2 separate regions of the Pan troglodytes genome follow, and region 1 is linked to region 2. Evidence: chromatin contacts called from public Hi-C data. All regions are on one chromosome and are shown on one strand. The core of a region is the stretch at or near the end of the contact, and the rest is flanking DNA. Distances in the headings are between cores, read along the strand shown.

Evidence for each region. A called contact is a pair of places that touch in the nucleus more often than the background predicts.
Region 1: a contact with region 2 is called in a Hi-C map of stem cell-derived neural progenitor cells, with 3 times the contacts expected there. The contact joins the promoter of AFAP1L1 here to the promoter of SH3TC2 in region 2. A contact is called at or near these places in 3 of 7 Hi-C or Micro-C datasets (blood, induced pluripotent stem cells and stem cell-derived neural progenitor cells), 1 of 1 datasets of contacts at active chromatin or transcription factors (stem cell-derived excitatory neurons) and 1 of 1 other capture datasets (stem cell-derived neural stem cells).

The regions. Positions count from the first base shown.
Region 1 is chr4:146,997,807-147,003,240 of NHGRI_mPanTro3-v2.0_pri, reverse strand. It overlaps AFAP1L1 (actin filament associated protein 1 like 1), which reads right to left and starts at 1,762. Exons shown (of 19, transcript XM_518027.6): 1 at 1,636-1,762. The coding sequence starts at 1,651.
Region 2 is chr4:146,867,470-146,872,910 of NHGRI_mPanTro3-v2.0_pri, reverse strand. SH3TC2 (SH3 domain and tetratricopeptide repeats 2) reads left to right here and starts at 1,473. Exons shown (of 17, transcript XM_063810804.1): 1 at 1,473-1,810. It overlaps ABLIM3 (actin binding LIM protein family member 3), which reads right to left and starts at 1,440. Exons shown (of 24, transcript XM_001162953.5): 1 at 1,263-1,440; 2 at 809-908. The coding sequence starts at 821. It overlaps LOC134809985 (a long non-coding RNA gene), which reads right to left and starts at 796. Exons shown (of 2, transcript XR_010157035.1): 1 at 128-796.

The DNA.
Region 1 (5,434 bases), core at 513-3,012, 130 kb before region 2:
GAGAACTGCTTTACAAATCTAGGCCTCAGTTGCTAAAGAACCAAACAGAAGCCCACTCTCTTTCCTGCCTGCCCTTCCCAGTCCCTGAAGGAGAAGGTGAATCCAGTATTCTGTGTTGGGGAGGGGCCAGTGAGGAGGTTGACCTGGAAGCCAGGACTCCCCTCTGGCCCTCTGAGCTCGCCAAGCCTGACTTTCCGTTTAACAGGAGTAAGGGAGGTTACCCCACACCTGCTCCCGGCTCATCCCTGCCCCAGTGCCTGCTAATTGCTCCCATGCCCCTGTTCCCTTCTTTTTTTCCTCCCTTCGGGGGCTCAGCACAGCAAACAGGCAGATGGGGGAGAGGTGTGAGATTATCGTGGGGAGGGGAAGGAATTTTCCATTATTAATAACAACAACAACAACACTTCGCCTGTTGGCACAGCACTCACTAGTTTATCTAGTGCCTTCACACCTGTGATCTCTTTGGATCCCAGAGGTGCAGACTGAAACCCTGGGGTTCTGATTCCCAGCCTCTGACACTGTTCACATGTCCAAGCAGGCCACTTCTTTACAGACACACACATGCCCATCTGGCCATTGCCAAAGGCCATGTCTAGACCTTTACTTAAAATGTGCGCTGCCAGGCGCGGTGGCTCACGCCCGTAATCCCAGCACTTTGAGAGGCCGTGGCCGGCTGATCACCTGAGGTCAGGAGCTCCAGACCAGCCTGGCCAATATGGTGAAACCCCGTCTCTGCTAAAAATACAAAAATTAGCCGGGTGTGGTGGCGCATGCCTCTAATCCCAGCTACTCCGGAGGCTGAGGTAGGAGAATCGCTTGAACCCGGGAGGCGGAGGTTGCAGTGAGCCAAGATCGCGCCACTTCACCCTAGCCTGGGCAACAAGAGCGAAACGCCGTCTCAAACAAAACAAAACAAACAGAAAAAAATGTGCGCTAGCCCCCTACGAATGCTGCCCTCTCGGCTCATGTCAATCTCAATTTCAGTAAGTCCCTTCCACTTCTGTGAAACGTCTACCAAATACACTGGAAAAGGGTCGGCAAGGTGCCTTGGAGACCATCTAATCCAACTTTGTCGCTGGTCCAGAGAGAAGGGCTGGGCCGAGGACACAGCTGGTGCGGGATAGAACCACCCCCGCCTCCTCCCTGCCTGGCGCACACAGGCATGCACACGCGCGCCTGCTCACGGCGCTCCTCCTTCTCGCAATGCCCTAGGCAGCTGCAAACTTCGGTCCCCTGGAGCTTCTCCCTAGGGGCTGCCCACAGCGGGTGTTTCGGGAGTTGAACCTGTACACCTTGTTTTACCCTTTAGAGTGGAATGAGGTGGGAGGAGCTCGCTGTCCTCCGGAAACTAGAGGGGGATCTTTTATGAAGTTACAAATCCTTAGCCTATGAAAACTCTGATTTCACACACAAGAGGCGAGTTGGCCCCAGGACACGGGCGTTGACACGCACCGGGTTGTCCCGGCAGCCGGAGGCACCTTTGCATAAGCGCCGCGTCTCCCAGTCCCCTCCGAGCGTTCCTCAGCCCCCGCCCCACCGCCCGCCTCTCTCCCTCCTCCTCTCCGGCTTCAGATCGTCCAGTCTCCCTTTCCCGCCCGGCGCAGCAACAAGTGCAGGCGTCGCGGCCCCTCTTACCCTGGCCTCGGTCCATGGCGCCGGCCCGGTCCCCGGGGAGCGGGCCGCAGGGCGCAGGGGCTCCGGCGCGGCTGGTGGCGGCCGGCGCGCTGCGCTCTCAGGCCAGCCCAGCGGCCGGCGCTCTCTGCGGTCCCCTCCCCCAGACAGGATGCTCGCCGGCAGCCCCCGCCCCGCCCGCGCCCGCGCCCGCCCCTCAGAGCCGCTCCCGGAATAGACCCGAGCACGCCTCGCCCCCTGGGCCGCAGCCCGCTGTCCCGTGGTGCCGCACACGCCCGCGCCGCGCCCTGCCGCTCGCTCGCCCTCCGCGGCGCTCCCACTTGGGCTTGGAGGACCCTTTTCCCCGTCCGCACGCTTTCGTTCCCGCGCCCGCGCGGCCTGCCCCAGCCCGGACCCAGGAGGTGTGCGGCTTTGCTTGCACTCCGCTAGCGATGGGGTCTTACCACCGCACCCCTCAGCCGGCTCCATGCCGGAATGCGGAGACTGTTGGAGCGCGTTTTTATCCTATGGAATCAAAACCCCCTTCCCTGCAGCCGCCACCCATTTCCTGGCTTTGGGCTTGTCTTCTCCATTCGCCGCGGGTCTTTCTTGAGCACCTTCTAAGCCAGACAGAGGGCCCGCGGCGATGCCGGTGCAATGTCAGTGGTGTTGCGAAAGAGGAGTTAAATAATAACAAAGATCTTCAGAAAGAAAAGCATCTGGGAAAGGGAGAAAGAGAGGCTTGCTGAAAGGTGGGCAAGGGCTTGGGACACTTTCAACTTTTGAGGTTCCTTGTGTACTAAAACGTGAAAACATAACGAGGATCTGGGAGAATTCAGAAAAAGAATAGAGAAATGAATAACACGTGAAAACATGCAAAACAGGGTGATAAAAAATGTGGAAATGAATACTTTTAGCATACAAAATACAGTGCAATATAAGTGTACTTTTCGCAAGATGGTAGAAAATATTGCTATGACCAGTGTGGAACAGTAATGGGATCTAAGTTTAAAGCTGTATGAAGAATGTCAACTTCTTCACCTTATTGGTATATCCCTGTGAAAATAGGTCTCACTCATTTATACACAATATCAAATGTCTGACTTTAAGACCCTTCATAAAGTCCAGGACCAATTGTTCTCCTAGACACTGCTCCTCCCACCATGGGCCAGGCCATGGTTTTCAGCTTTGAGCTGACCACTGTTCCCTACTTAGAACATTCTGGAACAGGGAACAGCTACCACAGAGGTATGGAGGCAACAAAAGGCCTGGGAAAGACCCTCCTGTACTTTCCTGGACTGGGAATATTTTCTTTTCTTCTTATTTTTTTCTTGAAAAGTCTCCCTTTGTCGCCGAGGCTGGAGTGCAGTGGCGCGATCTCGGCTCACTGCAACCTCTGCCTCCCGGGTTCAAGCAATTCTCCTGCCTCAGCCTCCTGAGTAGCTGGGATTACAGGCGCCCACCATCACTCCGGGCAAATTTTTGTATTTTTAGTAGAGACGACGTTTCGCCATGTTGGCCAGGCTGGTCTCGAACTCCTGACCTCAGGTGATCCACCTGCCTCGGCCTCCCAAAGTGCTGGGATTACAGGCGCCAGCCACCGCGCCTGGCCGGGAATATTTTCTCTATTGCTTTTATGGGCAAATTAAAATTAACATTTTCTTAAAATATTGCATCAGTAATTTACTGTGTATGTATGTGAGCACTCAGACCAAATGTGATGTTGTGAACAGTGTATGAAAACTTGTGCATGGCTCTTGTTCTGTTAGTTTGGTGCAAAAGTAATAGTGGTTTTTGCCACTGAAAGTAATGGCAAAAAACGCTATTACTTTTGCTCCAATCTAAATACTACATAGTATAATAACTTTTCGTCAATGAGGTTTTCTTGCTCATCTGTGCTATGGGAAGCCTCATACTGTAAGTCCTCACAGGAGTGTTGGTAGGGCAAATGAAATAATACAAACCCACTTTATAAACCACAAACAGCTATAAAATATGAGCCATTATTATTTTCTGAGTTCCTTTTTGTTGCTGTCCCCTTTTCCAATTTGAAAAGGTCAGTTTCAATTCTAAAGCAGCCAACCAACAATTTACCAGTGGATTAAGTTTTAAAAGTTTATTGTTTGAACTCTGAACACTTGGAAACAAGGCCATAAATTGTATTTTATTTTATTTTTTAATTATTATTATTTTTTTTTTTGTATTTTAGTAGAGACGGGGTTTTACCATGTTGGCCAGGATGGCCTCGATCTCCTGACCTCGTGATCCACCCGCCTTGGCCTCCCAAAGTGTTGGGATTACAGGCGTGAGCCACCGCGCCCGGCCTCTCATAAACTGTATTTTAAGTTCTCAGGCTAGCTCACTAATTCTTCTAAAAACATAATATTTCATTTGAAATAATTTAGAAAAACAGTATGAAATGTTACTATTGCAAAAACAGACGGAGGCTTTTGTAAATATTTTTATTTTTATAATGTTTAAAAAAATATTTAAGATAGAGATAAGGTTTCACTATGTTGCCCAAGCTGGTCTCGAACTTCTGAGATCAAATGCTCCTCCGGCCTCAGCCTCCCAAAGTGCTAGGATGACAGGCATGAGCCTGTAGAGATGTTTAGAGAACTTTCAGAAACTTTCAAGGACTTTGGAGATATATTCAGAGAATTGGAACGAAAAAGTAAAAAAGGCTAAGGAAAATGGAATAATTTATGGAGTGGAATTAACTGAGCTGTGGTCTGGGAAGGATATAGAAATGGGAGAACACAGTCTGTGCACAGTTCTGAGAATAAACAAAAAATTGTTGCTGGCAAGGTATAGGGGTTCTGGTTTAAATAATTACCCATAATGTCCACTAGGTGGCAATGTTGACTAGTTGTCTACAGCTTGGTTGCTGTCAGAGTAACTGAGATGGATGAAAAAGTTATTTGCGGGTTTGGACAAGGAATAACTTTTTTTTTTTTCTGTATGTTTCCTTTAGTGAGTTCTATATTCCTCATAAAAACTAACAATCCACACTGTCCATAAATTCGCTTAGGCAATATTGATTGCACTCTGTGCAAGTTTCTATTGAGAGAAGAAATGCTAAGTAGGAATGATTCTCACCCTCAGGGAATCTACAATCTAGTAGAGGAGACAGACATGTATAAAATAATATAATATAAATTATTGTATGAAAAGTACCAGAGGAGAAATAAAGTGGTCTTGGAGTCCATCAGACAAAGTAAGACTTTTTTACTAATCATGGAGGCTGTAATGGATGACAGATATTTGGAAGGCAGGCAACTGAGAATGTGTAATGAGGAGATAACATTATGGGCAAAGAGCAGTGAGAGCAAAGACATTGAGCTCAAAGGCAGCAGGACGTGTCTGTGAAGCAGTTCAGGTTGGCTGGATCGTGGGTTATTGGGGGATAAGCATCAGGGCAAGGATAGGAATGAAGGTTGTTGATACCTGCTTTTCTCTTCCCCTTTCCATTTCATTTTGAGTGCAACTCTCTGGCAAGGATATTTAGAATCTGCCTCATATCTTCCCTTTCACTACCTACTTTGCTGACTTCCAAGTTTTCCAGGTTTGCCTGGATTTTGTCTAAAGAATGCTATGTGGGGAGCTCCAGGTCTGTAAGAAGATATCAAATTTAGCCCTAGAGAACAATACCAGGAAGAAAGCTTTCAACTCCCTCCTGCTCCCTGTCTTGTGAAAACAAATGATACTCCCTAGTCTCATTCTTCACTTATCAGGTGGAACTGGGAAACCATGGGAAAGAAAAATTTGGAGGCTCAGGACTATTTGTTCCAGGGAGAGAAATATACTCTAGCCTCCTAACCTG
Region 2 (5,441 bases), core at 224-2,723:
TGACAAGAGGGCAGGAGAGTGAGTCTGGAACCAAGATATGCCCTCCCAGGTCACAGCGCTACATTGAAGAGAAACAGACTGTGCCTTCTTGAATTTCGGACTGCATTCTCAGTAGCTGAGGCCCTACCTGGCAGCAAAATATCTGGTCCTGGCTCTGCAAGCAGTTGTTGCCTCTGGCATGTTAGAGCCCTTGGCCAAAGGGCTGTTCCTGTCTTCTTGTTCTCAAGGATAGCTAACCAGCCTGCAGGTACATAGAGAAACCAGCCCTGGGCCCACCGGGCTGCAGGCACTCGGGAGCTGGATCTTTCATAATCTCCAGACCCAAAGGTGGCTTGGCGATGATTTGTTTATCAAACTGCAGCTTCCCAGCCCACTGCCTGCCCACACCCACCTACCCTCCCGCCTGCCCACAGGCCAGCCTCCCTGCTCTTCCCACCTCTGGGACAGGCAGGGCCCTCCATGGTTTTCCAGATGTGTGCAGGGAGTTCTCCTCAGAGCCCCCACAGTCAGACAATGGCCACACACTGCTTCCTAGGCCTTCCCAGGCAGTGCTAGAAGGAGACGAGCAGCCTTCCCAGCAGAGGCGGCCGGCGCCGCTGATAAAATATTGGCAAAATTATCACGAAAAGCCAGAGTCATGAAGCTATCCCTCTGCCAAGGAGCACGGAAAGCACCAAAAAGAAGCCTGGGGGTCATGTGTCCAGAGATGCCAGGCTTCCTTCCTCTTTCCAGGCAGCCCGAGCGCAGGCTCCCTCACCTCCCGCCCCCACCCCTGTTCCCATGGCAAAGGAGAGGAGGATCCACTTACTGCTAGTGTTCATGGTGATGTCTTTGCACTGGGTCTTTCATTCAATACGGAGGCCCCGGCTGCTTTTTAAATCTTCCGTTCTTCGAACCTCACTCATCACCTGGGGGGTGAAAAGGCAGTCCAGTGCCAGCTCTGTATCCTCAGGTGCTCTCTCTCCCTCTGCTGTCCCCTCTCTGTCTGGGCTGTAGCCCCTGGCCTTGAAGGCGCGTGGACTAATAGGTGCAGGTGAGAGCAAGGAGAAGGAGGCGGCAGGACACCAGCGCCCCGGTCCTCCTGCTCCTCAGATTGGAATCCCGGGCAGAAGTGGGGTTGGCAGCGCCTGCTCGCGCGCACCCCGGACTATTCCTGCCCAGCGGCTCCGGAGCCCAAAGGGGGTGTGGACCACAGGGAGGCAGGGCGGGGGCAGCGCGTCCCCGCCCGGCTTCAAGGAGCAGCGACCCGCCCCGGAACCCACCTCTCGGCCAGTGTCGGGAGCCAGAGGCCCCTGCCCCGGCCCCTGCGACTGATTTCATGAATCCTGGTCCTCGTCTGGGGTCTCGAATTCCAGGGCTAGCAATGCGAAATAGGGGAGCTCGACATCCATGATGCGGGCTCGCGGGTTGGCAGCGCAGGGGGCGCGGCCGCTCGCTGCTGCCACCTGCTGGACGCACCGGCGCGTGTCCGAGGCCCCGCCCCGCCGGGCTTCTGCCCGGGCCCTAGGGTGTGATGGGAGATGGACGAGGCCTTGTGAGACGGACGAGGCCTTGTGTCCCGGGACCAACGAGGGAGTGCTTGAGCGCTTGTATTCCCTCCCTCGATCCTGGGGGTCTAAGGGCTCGACAATGATAGGAAAAGAAACATCATTAGGAGGGGCCGTGAAGGAAAACCTGGCTTTGCAGGAAGACAGTTTCCACCCGGCCCTGCTCTGGCAAGCTTGACGCAGTCTAGGCCCAAGCCGGTCACTACCGTCGCTGCCTCATCTTTCTCAACTATGAATATGGCGTCTGGACAAGTGGATAACATGTAAGGGGCTCTTCCAGCCTCCCAGCGTTTATGTCCCCTCTTCCCTCACAGATTCCCTTTATCCTCTATCGCTGATTCATCATTAGAATTGTTTATTACCTCTCTTCCCCACGAGAACGTTAGCTCCGTGAAAGAATGGGTCTGTCCGTAGGGTTCACCTACAGGCCCCCAATACCTAGCACAGGGCCCGGCATATACTGGCTACCAATAAATATTTGTTGACAGAGCAACCCAGACATTTTCTGGGTTTAATATTACACAGCCCTAAGAATAGACTGCCTAGGCGCCCCACCCTGAAACACTTCCCCGTCTGAGGAGAACAGCAGGTATGTGGCCTCACAGGTCCACCCTAGTTTTCGTATGGGCAACTAACTCTTCCCCCAAGTTGTTGTTGTTGTTGTTGTTGTTGTTTTGTAATTATGTCTTATACGTGTGTATTGTAGAAGTTTATATTCCAAAGTGTTTTAGTCACAATTGATTCAGTGGGGTAGGGCTCTTTACATTCCTGTGACTACTTTGTCACTTTCTGAACCTAATTCACGATCATAGAAGCATGACTTTTGAGTGCTGAAAAACAAGACTGAGAGGGCGCATGATCCTTGTCTATGGCATGACTTCAATTAGAGCATGTGCAGACTCAAAAGGCTGTGAACACTCACAGCCCCAGCTTAGACAAGGAAGCAGCGGGTCAGAGAGGCTGGGCAACGTGCCCTAAGACACACAGCATCTTGTGGCAGAATCGGACCAGATCTTCTCACTTCTAGCTTGATCCTGTGTGAGAGTGGCTCAGTGCACGAAAGTCTGGGATATCAGTGTGAGATTAGATAGCCGCCCTATTAAAATTGGGGAAAGACAAATACGATGTTTTTATACAATGCTTTTAGATAAATACAATGTTTCTACCTTACGCAGGAAGGAAAAAAAGGATATGGCTCATGACCCCGAGAAGTGATCAGGATTAAAGAATCTTTAGATAAACCTAAGGATCAATAGATTTGAAACACATTTGATAGATTGTTAAGAATTTTGTCCACATGTTCTCACTCATAAGTGGGAGTTGAACAATAAGAGCACATGGACACAGGGAGGGGAACATCACACACTGGGGCTTGTTGTGGGATAGGGGACTGGGGGAGGGATAGCATTAGGAGAAATACCTAATGTAAATGATGAGTTGATGGGTGCAGCAAACCAACATGGCACATGTATACCTAGGTAACAAACCTGCATGTTGTGCACATGTACCTTAGAACTTAAAGTATAATAATAATTTTTTTAAAAAGAATTTTGTCCAATGGGGTGGAGGTAAAAATAGCCCTAATGTCCTCACGGTCGTTCTTAAAATTTTGTATCGATAACAAACGCCTGAGATACCTCCAAAAATGCAGATTCCCAGGCCCTGGACTCCCTTGCTCAGCATTTGAAACAAGCATCCCAGGTGATTCATAGACAGCTCTTTGAAAAGGGTAGAGCCCTAAAATAGCTTTGAAAACATAAGTGATTAGTAAATATTTAAATTATTCCACTTTATGTGTCCTCTACATTTTCAGATGGGATTCCTTGTTCAGTTTCCAAGTTGCAGGTAACTTGCTAGATTCTAATGCTTGGAAAAACATTTTTCTGGGAGAAAGTTCAGATAAATTAGACATGTAAAATTAACTGTTCTATTCCATGAGCATATTTAGTTATCACCCAAAGCCTCAATGTTCAGAAAATTTCAAATTATAAGAAATAGTCAAATGAAAGCATGATATTCATTCATTAGTTCATTCACTCAGCAATTATTTATCGAGGGTATGCTTTGTGGTAGCCCCAGTGCTGGCTTCTAGGGATACCGTGGAGAACAGCACAGACAAGAGCTCTACCCAATAATGGATGATTGCAGAAAAAATAAAAAATAAAGAAATAAAAAGAACTCCAACCTCATAAGCATAAATCCAATCCTGGGACAGCGGGGAGACAATTAACTAAGCAAAATATAAATTAGCTAAACCCGATGGTGGCCTGGGGAAGAGCCCAGGTGCCGTTTCCAGCCTTCCTGACTTTTAATCTCAGCTTCATCACTTTCTAGCTGTCTCACTTTGGGGAAGATACTTAGCCTCTATAAGCCTCAAAGTTTTCATCTGTACAAGGGTACAACCACAGTGCCTACCTTTTGGATTGTCGTATATATTAAAGGACTTAGTGTAATGCATGACAAATAAAGGCTGGTTGCATACTAATTATTAATATCACCCCTCACTTATACCTGCCCTCAGTGACAATGCTGTCATTTTCTACTTATGGAAATCTGTTGGGCTTTTCCACAGAGTGGTGGCCACGAAAATATGCCTGAAAATTTTCAGTGATTAATTAATTGATAAATTAATTGATGAATTAATTATTCATCAATTAATGAGATTAATTGATGAATTCTTCTTGTCTGGGGTTCTTTTTGATAATATATCCAGCTAGATGCTGATGACTTCACCTCTTAGAAGAGATCACGGGGTCTTGGGCCACTTTTTAAGGCCCAAATAACATCTGCCGGGGGAACAATCTTATTTTCTCTGCATAGTTTATAAGGATAGGAAAAAAGGGGCTAAAATAAGCTATACAAGCTATGCCCTTGAGGATGTCCACAACAATCAGAGGCAGCGGGAAAGACGCAGGAGGAAGCTGGGGGTGGGATTCTCTGTGGACGTGGCTGTGAAAGTCATCAGGGGATCGGTGTTGTTGACTCTGTCCTTGCAGGAGAATGGAGCTGAGAACCACAGAGCAGAGGATCCGTTTGTCTGGAAGTTTGTTTTGAACATTAAGACTCCAGAATGGAGATAAACGAATCTCACCGGGAAACTGGCAAAGGCTCTGGGTGTTGAAAAACCATGTGGCAAAATCATTGGGAGACAAACCTTCCAACTTCTCTGAGGGGAAAAAGGAAAGGTTTTGGGGCCAGCTTCACCCATGGCCATGGCCTTGCACCTCAGGGGCTGTTGCTGGGCTGCTGTTACTGGGCTCTTCTTCACCACAAAGAGCTCCCATCTTTCCTGACTCCCTGTCCCTAACTGGGGTCATCTCAAGCTCTCCTCCTCACTTTCTGCTCCCTGCCTCCCATTGCTGTTATTGACCAAGGCAACTCTTGGCCCCTGACTTTTCTCTCTGGTTGCCTTTCTCTCATTCCCGTCCCATTGCATCTCTGCCTCCTCCTCATCCTGCTCCTGTTCATTTACAAATAAATCCTCACTCACCCTCATCTTGAATACAAAGTCCTTTTAGTCTATAAGGTGTGGGAATGGTGGGGAGGGTGCTTGTAGTCTCATAGTTTCTACTTGCCATCCCTAGACTATCTGAATATCTCACCAAAGGTGACTATTTCTTTTCTTAGTTTTGAAAAATAATATGTTATGGTTAACAACATGAGAAAGATCTATGTATAATTGTGGGGGAGGGTTTTCATAGTATGTGATTAAATAAAAAGAAAATTACAGAAAATATATACAGTATGTTCTTTAGGGTATTGTATATGTGATGGCAAATGCTGTTGAAGGATTAGACTGGATAATTTCTTCAGTTCCTTTCGCTCTAGTGTTCTTGGTTGTAAGCATAGAGCGGTTGAACCAAGTTTGAAGTTTGGCAGATCTGACCACATTCT